Linked DNA regions of Mus musculus: region 2 is linked to region 1. The links are chromatin contacts, called in public promoter capture Hi-C maps. All regions are on one chromosome and are shown on one strand. The core of a region is the stretch at or near the end of the contact, and the rest is flanking DNA. Distances in the headings are between cores, read along the strand shown.

Region 1 (4,409 bases), core at 1,023-3,522:
AGGGCCTTGTGTAAACCGAGTTATGTACTCCCTCGTTTCTTTCTTTTTTTTTTTTTTAAGATTTATTTATTTATTATATGTAAGTATACTGTAGCTGTCTTCAGACACTCCAGAAGAGGGAGTCAGATTTTGTTACAGATGGTTGTGAGCCACCATGTGGTTGCTGGGATTTGAACTCTGGACCTTCAGAAGAGCAGTCGGGTGCTCTTACCCACTGAGCCATCTCACCAGCCCCCCTCGTTTCTTTCTATGGTCATTTAAAACCTAACCACATTTTTTACATCTTCAATCCTATCTATTGGTTTTGTTTTGTTTTGTTTTTCAAGGCAGGGTTTCTCTGTGTAGCCCTGGCTGTCCTAGAACTCACTCTGTAGACCAGGCTGGCTTCGAACTCAGAATTCTGCCTGCCTCTGTCTCTCAAGTGCTGGGATGAAAGGCATGTGCCACCACAACCAGCTTTCTATACTATTTTTACTCTTTTTGTCTCAGCAGAATTCTCAAAGACGATCAAGTAGCAACTATTTTTTTTCTTCAGGGTATAGCTTCAAGACTTACTGCTCTCCAAATCCATTTGCCAGTGAGTCTCTCCAGGCAACTTTGTCTCGCATGCTTTGGGCCATCTCCTTTCCTCTTTGGGACAGTTTGCATTTTCACCCCTTTGCTCCCTGGTCTTACCTCTCAGCATAGGAACACATTTCTTTCTTGTCTTAAAAGAAAACCAAGCCAAGGGTGTTGGCTCAGCACTTAGGAGAAAGAGGCAGTACAATCATGAATTTGAAGCCAGCCTGGGCTACATATCAAGTTCAAATGGCAGCCTCAGCTACATGGGAAAACCTGTGCCAAACAACACTTCCATACCTGATCTTTCATGCTCCTTTGTATTCCTCCTCTAGTTGTTAAGCTTCTAGAACGAGTCTTTCACCATCAAGCCACCGGAACCTGATTTAGCTCTCACAGGCTTCTTTTTCTCTTCACTCACCTAGTGATGCCCATGAGGTTTCTATCTAACCGTTCCATTTCATCCTCGATGAAAACAAAACAATATTCTCCCTCAAATACTTTAGAATTGTGAACTCGACTTTTTGGGGGTGGGGGTTAAGATTGAATTTATTTTTAGATTCTGTATATGCTTGTGGGGGTGTGCACATGCATATGGATGCCTGCAGAGGCCAGGAGAAAAAGCAGCAGCTCTCCTGGAGTTACACACCACACCCGTTGGGGTGCTTCTGCCTCCCAGGTGCTGATTGAGGACCTGGCTTAGGGACTCCCCTTTTGTACTGCTTTTCTCCACCACAGGACTTCCTCTAGTTGTTCAAATCCTCATTCTACTAGACAGCTCTCCTCTTTGTGAGCTCTCCCCAGTTTCTACCTCTACCAACCTAGGAAGGCTTTAGCCCTTGTCTCCTGGAAAACTGCTCCGGTTTCTTACAGAGTTTCATGCAAATAAGGGGGCGGGATCAAAGGCCCCATGTGTTTTATAAAGACCTTTCTGACTTTGATAGACTGAAATGGTAGTATCTTAAATATTTCCTTGGGGCAAGGCAAGGGATGCTTAACAGATGTTTCCATAGAAGCCTTAGCTAGAGAGCAGAGGGCATGGGAGCTGAGACACCTTCTCCCACCAAGGCTTGAAGGGGTACTGAGGAAGAAGGCTGAATCCCAGTGTGACTGGCAAAGAAAGGAAGATAGCAAAGAACAAGTTCCTGGTTGAAGAAAGTGTACTTGGAGATCCGAGACCCTAGTTATTATGCAAACGGAGCTGGCCAGTACTGGGTAGAGCCCTTAGGAAAATGCTTGACACAGGTGCTTTAAGGGAGGTGCCCGGAGAAAATAACACAGTTTCAAAGTTTGCTTCCTACCTTAATAGGGTTGGAGGCTTCTCTACTTCTCCTCCCCACTCAGGTTGGAAGACCGCCCTTGAGCAAACGGGAGAGAAAAGTGCCAACACAGCCTCCCCCACGAAGGTGGTAGTTCTTTAGAGCATCCCTATCATGCATAATTATGAGAGGAAATTTTCGAACGGATAACTGAACGCCCAGCCCGTGTCGCTTCCAATAAGGTGATCTGGCTTGTTTCACCTGACCCAGAGCAAGGGGTTCCAGCCTGGAAAACGACGACAATCTGCCAGCGGGAAGTGGGATTGCTGGCCCCCGGGGTCTGCTCAGGACGCCGCACACGGTGCGGAGGCGGGAGCGGGAGGGGGAGGGGAGGGGGAGAGGAAGAGGGGAGGGAGGGGGCCCGTGTTCCCGCCGCCCCGCCCTCTGGCTCCCGCGACTAGGCGATTCGGCGTTGCGGCTGTTGCCGGCGGCCTGGGCCGCGGTCCTGGCAGGAGCCGGTGAGCCTCGCGCGCCGTGCAGTGCGCCGGCTGTCCGGGAGATGGCTTCTCCCCGCTCGCTCGCCGTTCGCGCTATTGTCTCACCCGGGGCTGCCTGACTGCGAGCTCGTGCACGCTCCCGGCAGACAGCACCGGGCCCGGGCCCGGCCCCCACGCCCGTCGCTTGCCCGTGTGTCTCCTGCTGCGGGGATCCCAGTGCCCGCGCGGTGCGAGCGAAGGGAGCAGGCGACACTGAACATCACGCGGGGGCTGGAGCCGCCTGGATCTTCCGAGCGAGCCGGGTCGGCGGAGCCCTAGACACCCAGCCACGACAGTCAGGGTGTCGCGGCAGAACCCGCGGCCAGCGCAGGTAGGAAGAGCACGCGGCGGGGAGGACGACCCCGGGGCTGCGGAGCGCCCTCTTAGTCGGGGCGACGTGGGCAGAGCTCCCGCCCCGAAGCGCCAGCGCCGGGGCCAACAATGGCAGGGCCGAGAGCCCAGCCGGGTCCTCCGAGCACTGCAGGTTGCTCGCCCCCGCCCCACGGCTCGCCCGCGACTCGCGGCCTCGCCGGGCTTGCACCCGCCTCCTCCTCCGGAACACACTTCCCGGGTGCAGCTGCAAGACGAGCTGGGACCAGGGGACCGCTTTGGAGTCGATTTGTTTATTAGTTTGTTTAAGAGCAAAACCTGTCCTGGAGTGGGGGGTGGTGGGAGTGGTGCCTTCCTGTGCAGCGGGAGTGAGAAGTCAGCGTCCAACCTCGGGACGGTACACATTTTCGGCCAGGCGGAGGGTAGGGTTGGCCTTATAAGGATACTGCAAAAGCAGAAGACTGAAAGCTTGCAGGAGAGACTAGGACCTTCAGGCCCGAGTCCCCGGCCCTCCGGGAAAGTGCTCCTCTCCTGGGCAGTACTTGCCCCTCATTTTTCAGTTTTACACAGCTGCAGCTTTGGTGCGATGATAGAAGCTGGAAGCCCCAGCAAAACTGCCAAGCTGGGGTGGGTGGGGTGAAAAGTCCAGGGGCTTGGCAGGCTTCTGGGGTGTGGAAAGAGGTTACCAAATGTATGAGGTTAGTGCATTCACCCTTGTTGTGCAGAGGTTGAAGTGTCTAAACTCTGCCATTGCTCCTTCAGGCTAACCTGGCCCTACATCTCACCTCCCTTTAGGTATCTTTGTGGTTTCCCAGTCCCAGCCCACCAGTCATATTTAGGGTGAAAGTCCTATTGTCTCTGGTTGCCCTGGTGTTTTTATTCAACTTGGTCAGAGAGTTCTGCAGCCTGGACTGATAGACCCTAGCAGGCCTTTGATTCCTTAGCGGCTGGCAAGCTACCTGGGCTACAGAAGTGGGCTGATACAGCCCCTCCTTTCTCTAAACTACCTGCTTGTCTGGGACATGGCCAAGCAGATGTAAGCAATTTGCACTGAATTCCAGCCCCAAACCAGCCCTGAATGAAAACTTACTCGATTTGCTCCCACTAGGCCTTGGAAAGAGATTCAGGAGAGAAATGGCAACCCTGACACACAAATAGCCTCCCTCTTTCCAGCTGCAGCTCCTGGAGCCCAGTCAGCGAGCCTGACGCTCCTTCAGAGCCTGGTAGTCCCATTCGGGGCTGTGTCCGTGGAAAAATTCAGTCGAGGCACATTTTATAGCCCTGCCTGACGGCCTGCAGTGTCTGAGGAGACGGTGGCTTTGAACAAGAGCCCTGGACCCAGACTGGGGCTGCTTCTCCTTTGGCTTTTGGGAAGCCCAAGGTTTGGCTCTTGTAGCTCAGAGCTTACTGCTGAGTGCATGGGTGTGTCTGTCTGAATCTGATCAAGCTCCCAGGCCTGGCCAGAAGGCAAGCCTATCCATTTTCCTTTCCACTGGAGCACTGGGTAAGGGAAGGGCAATTCGTTTATTTTGGGCTCTACACATTTTCATTTTTCTGGGGTGCTTCTTTGGCTTTGCCTGTTGGTCTGGAGCAATTTTTTTTCTTCCCCATGACCTAACTGTGCTCCTACAGAGGTTCTACACCTTGTAGCCCTGTAGGTCTCTTTGTGGTGCCCTGTCCCAGTATTTTAAAGGTGTTGTGTGTGTTGTAGGGAGCATTGGAGAGA
Region 2 (4,664 bases), core at 1,816-4,315, 230 kb after region 1:
TAATGATAATAATAATAATAATAGCAGCCACCATAATTGGTGTTTCCTCCATGACTTAGACTGAATAGAAGAGATCACAATTCTTTCATTTTTGCAATAATTCTACAGGATGGGAACTGTGATTATCCTATTTTTTATAAAGGAAATGAAGCACAAAGAGATTGTAAAATATGCTAAGGACACAGACAGTGAATAGCAGAGCTTAGGTTTTAACCCAGCTTGTAGCTGGGAATCTGAGAGGAGACAAGGCTAGGATCAAATCTCATCAGGGCAAGTTCATACTCATAAATCTCCGGGCAGAAATGTGACCTCGAGATGACTATGTTCACTGCTATGACTCTTATGTTCTTCCAGTAGCAGTCATGTGACCTGTCATCTCCGATGGCTTCCCTATTGTGGTGAGATCATCTTTGTTAAAGGCTTCAGGCAGTGGGAAGCACAGACTGCCAGAGTTTAGTCAGCAGGGCCAGCTCCTGGCCCTCATGGAGGATGCATTCTTGCTCCAAAAGTAGTGTATTATATTCATGCCGTAAGTGTTCTGGGTCACGTGGGGATGGACCCCAGGATGCCCTCTCCCAAGCATGGCTGGGAAGTGCTGTGTCCTCCCAGAGGGAAGCAAGACCTCTCATGCCTTGAGATGGGGAGGACTCAGAGTGTCATCACTGGTTTCCCAAGCAGACCGTCCTCCTTGTAGTGTTCTGCTAACCTCACCCTGCCCACAATGACTGGTTGTCCAATCATTAAACACAGAGTGGCTTTTGCCCTTCCAGAGGGGAAAGACTGCTAGGGTCTTCAGAACTCGTCTCTGGATTACCTTCCTGCCTGTGGGAGGATATTCTTAGAGGCAATCCTGTATGATGAGGGGCTGGGCACAGCCAGGTGGCGCCATGCTGGGCAGCACTGGTGGATGCCACTTGGTCCTCCTGGTTCTTTGTATTTAGACACAGCAGCGCCTGCTCTTCTGCTGAGTAGTAAGAGAATCAGATCGGAATGCATGCGGGAGCTCTCTGTGGGGCACAGTGACAGCAAATCTCTTCGGGGGAAAGAAACGGGGTCAGGGGGCACCCAGGGAGAGTCTAGTCTCCTTTGTCTACTATGTGCTTACAAACGTGTGCACCCAGACACACACACACACAGCCTCTTTAAGTAGTAGGGACTGGACTGACTTCAGATCTTTAGACTAAATAAGGAGGCTGGCATATTGATATTGTAACTCCTGTGCTCATCCTTATACTGTAAGCCCTCTTAAAGCTGTGACACTAAGGAAGAACCCTAACCGGGCTCACAGGAGTAGAAAAGTCAGGTAATAGAAAGCCTTTGAAACTACGACATATCAGGGGCAGGGAAGATGGTTCCACAGCGAAGAGCACTGGGTGCTCTTCTAGAGGACCCAGATTTGGTTACCAGCACCCATGTGTCAGCTGACAAACACCTAGATCTCCAGTTTCAGGGGATCCAATGCCCTCTCCGGTCCTCTGTGGGCACATGGTACACGGACATACATGCAGGCAAAATGCACATATAAAGTAAAAAAATTAATTTTTAAAAATTAGAATGCTGTAGATTGCTTACTCTGGCCACAGCATGGCAGAAACAAAGCTGTGTGGGGTATTGCCTCAAGAGGATAAGAGGAAGAAGAGGCTGGGGAGACCGTGGATAAAATTCTGACCCCAGAAGAGCATCCCTAGTTACTGTGTAGCCCCAAAGCCCCCCCTGTACACCCCCCTTCTGTCTTCTCCCACCATCTGCTGTGGACCACACAGTTAAAGGGACACAGCCAAGGATGTTCCCTGACAGTTTCATTTTCAATTCTCTCCCAGTGGGACCGGTGGACAAGTGAGGGTATATCTGATTGGTTTGGTTGGCCTTCCCTCCCTCTCTTCTTCCTTCCCTCCCCACTCTTCAGTACATCCCCTTCCACTTTCCCAATGATCCTTGAAATTAAACGATGACGTGGCAGAGAACAGCGCTCCGACACCTGGTGTCCCTTTAACATGGCTCACTTGTCTTGACCTCCTTGTTTGCTTTCCCAGTGCCATCCTCGATCCTCATGGATGCTGCCAGCCCAGCTCTGGAAACTGTTTAGTAATCTTTCAGAAGGCTTGGGGGTGGGGGTGGGGTGCTGTGCAGAGAGTAGGTGCCAGGTTTGCTGTTTTAGCTCAGGTTAGTGTCAATGTGAGGAGACTGGCTTTCCCACCATGTGGTCTTCATCCAAAGCAGTGTGAGAAATGGGAAGGAGGTGACAGCTTGGCCAGTGTGGCCCGACATCCCTGGGACAGAGTCCCTGGGCCTTGCAGGGTCTCTTCCACTCTGTCAGTGGGGGTCCAGTGGCCTCCCGGCACACTGCCGAGACATTTGCATGAGGACATCAGTACTGGTCCAGAAACAGTTCACAGGGTGAAAAGTGGCAAGGCCAAAGTCAGGGTGCTGGAGGCTCCCCCAAAGCAGCTGCCCCTCCCCTGTTTCCTGCAGAGAGCCACGGGGGCAGAGGGGGGGGGGTGTGGGGCGACAGCCGTAGCCAGGGCTGAGTGAATCGTCCGTCCGTTCCTTCCTCCGCTGCAGATGAGCGAGAGCGAGACTCTCATCAGCATGGTGAACCGAATGGTGGAGAACTCCTCTCCCAGGGCCCACCTTTTCATGCAAGTAAGGCCTCTCTGTCTGCCAGCATGGTCCCTGTCAATGCCATCTCAGCTGCTTGTGCATGACTGGGTCACTCCATGTGGGATGAGGCCTGCCTCACCCAATCCATTCACCCACCAGGCCTCATCTCCTGTAAGACAGATTCCGGCCCATCTTCTCCCCAGCTCCACCATGCCGCCTCCATTCTTCACATTCATAGATAAACTCAGGGTGCATTTCCTGAGCCATCCAACAGCGAACAGTGACATCTCCTGCATGCTGAGGATTACAAACCTGCATGAGTGCCCAGGATGCTCTGTTCATGTTGTCTATGCGCTTGACAGATATTACTAGGGTTGGGGCATGAGGGGAGGATGTCAGGGGTTTGTAAACAGGCTAGGATGACTGCTGCGTTGTCAAGGCAAGGCAGCACTCACTGCTCCTCTCCCCGCGCCATGCCTTTGGAATCTTGCCAGTTCTGGCTTAGTGTGGGTGCAGCAATCGGCGTGTTCGGTTTACGTGGACAGAGATTCTCCAGGTTTCCGATGCTCCTTCCTGCCAAGCTCTCAAGTACTGTCTCTACAAACTGCCCAGGGGTCACTGGCGTCCTCATGATTGTTACCATGCAGAGAGCTCTGCCTTCCAGCAGGCCTCCAACAGGGGACAGGGGACACAGGTCATGTGGTCAACCTCTCCTGAATCAGCCACAATCAGGATCAGGATGAACTCTAAACTTCGCTGTCACAGCCTTCCCAGCTCCAGCCAGAGGACCTAAGACCCTGGCACAGAGGTGTCAGGTGTGGTGGACAGTGGTCCCTGGCAGAAAGGAAACGGGATTGTGATGTCAGCTCTGCCACTCACCCAGCCTCGTCTTCCCCTGCTGCAGTAACCGACCTCGTGTTCCTGCAGGTCCCTGCATACCCAGAGGTGTTCCGGGATGGCCTCCACACCTTCAAGCTAAACGAGCAAGACACGGATGTAAGGGCAGTTCTCCCTGCTCCCTCTGACACGACGTGCTCCTCATGTCATGTAGTCCTCCTCATCTTCACTTTCCCCCATGGGGCTTTTCCTCCATCCTCCTCCCTCTCCTGGTGGCGTTTCATTCATTTGACTCACCTCCTCTCATCAGGACCACAACGCAGTGTTCCACCTGCTTCCTCCTCCTTCTGCTTCTCCTTTTGGACATGGCCCTACCTCACCTTCACCTCTCACTCTGCTTCATGCTTCTATACCAAGCTGTGGGACCCTATCTACAGCAGTAGGGTCGGCTTAGGGCAAAGACTTAGGCTCTGCCTGGTGGTTAATCAGTCAGTCTGTTCTGTGCCAAGCCTGTGGTAGACACTGCAAGCTGCTAGAGAGGATATGGCCTATGTCTGCCATCAGGAGCATCAAGCAGTGGGATACCCCAGGTGGCAATATCAGATCTATTCACCAAATGGGATCAATGAGTGGGTCAAGGACAAAATAGGTAGCCAGAGAAAAAGACCTTGAAATGAAAAGCCTCAAAGGGCAAGATTTGGCCCAGTAGGAAGAAGACAGAAGGGGAAGACATGAATGAGAGATGAGGACGGGGAAAACTCTCCAGAAGAGAGCAGGCTCTGCCTGTGGCCTCCTCATTACCACTGACCTCGCTTCAGCAGCGGATCCGTGCCTGAGAGGCCTGGGGGTGGGGTGGGGACGGGTCTCTCCAGGCAAGGACCAAAGCTAAGAGGGCTCTCATCAGCCATCCTGACCCAACCTTGCTAATGCTGCAACCCTTTAAGACAGTTCCTCATGTTGTGGTGACCCCTGGCCATAAAATTATTTCATGGGTACTTCATAACTATGATTTTTGCCTGTTATGAATTGTAATGTAAATATCTGATATATAGGATATCTGATATGTGACCCCTGTGGGGGTCTCTACCCACAGGTTGAGAGCTGTTACCTTAAAAAAAGAGAACTCAGGAGTCTCAGGATAAGAGATACTGGGCTGCCCTGTGGGGCAGAGGGCCTGGTTCACATTACATTGCTTATTTTAAGACTACTTGTTCCCAAACCTTGCC

Evidence for each region. Promoter capture Hi-C pulls out the DNA fragments that hold promoters and counts their contacts.
Region 2: a promoter capture Hi-C map of hippocampal neurons shows a contact between it and region 1, with 2.3 times the contacts expected there. The contact joins the enhancer-like site here to the promoter of Pik3c2b in region 1. A contact is called at or near these places in 3 of 39 promoter capture datasets (the 3T3-L1 cell line, hippocampal neurons and liver), 1 of 115 datasets of contacts at active chromatin or transcription factors (pancreatic cancer cells) and 3 of 9 other capture datasets (adipose tissue, liver and pancreatic islet).

Annotation. Positions count from the first base shown.
Region 1 is chr1:133,043,740-133,048,148 of GRCm38.p6, forward strand. It overlaps Pik3c2b (phosphatidylinositol-4-phosphate 3-kinase catalytic subunit type 2 beta), which reads left to right and starts at 2,273. Exons shown (of 33, transcript NM_001099276.2): 1 at 2,273-2,684.
Region 2 is chr1:133,276,811-133,281,474 of GRCm38.p6, forward strand. Plekha6 (pleckstrin homology domain containing, family A member 6) reads left to right here. Exons shown (of 27, transcript NM_182930.2): 12 at 2,563-2,643; 13 at 3,529-3,597. Among named protein-coding and RNA genes, the nearest start is that of Gm19461, 9.3 kb to the left of the region's middle. Within about 2 kb of position 3,066, at least 10 of the 459 cell types and tissues checked have an H3K27ac peak or open chromatin away from gene starts, as enhancers often do. A contact at or near this core is called in hippocampal neurons and pancreatic islet, where this site is marked.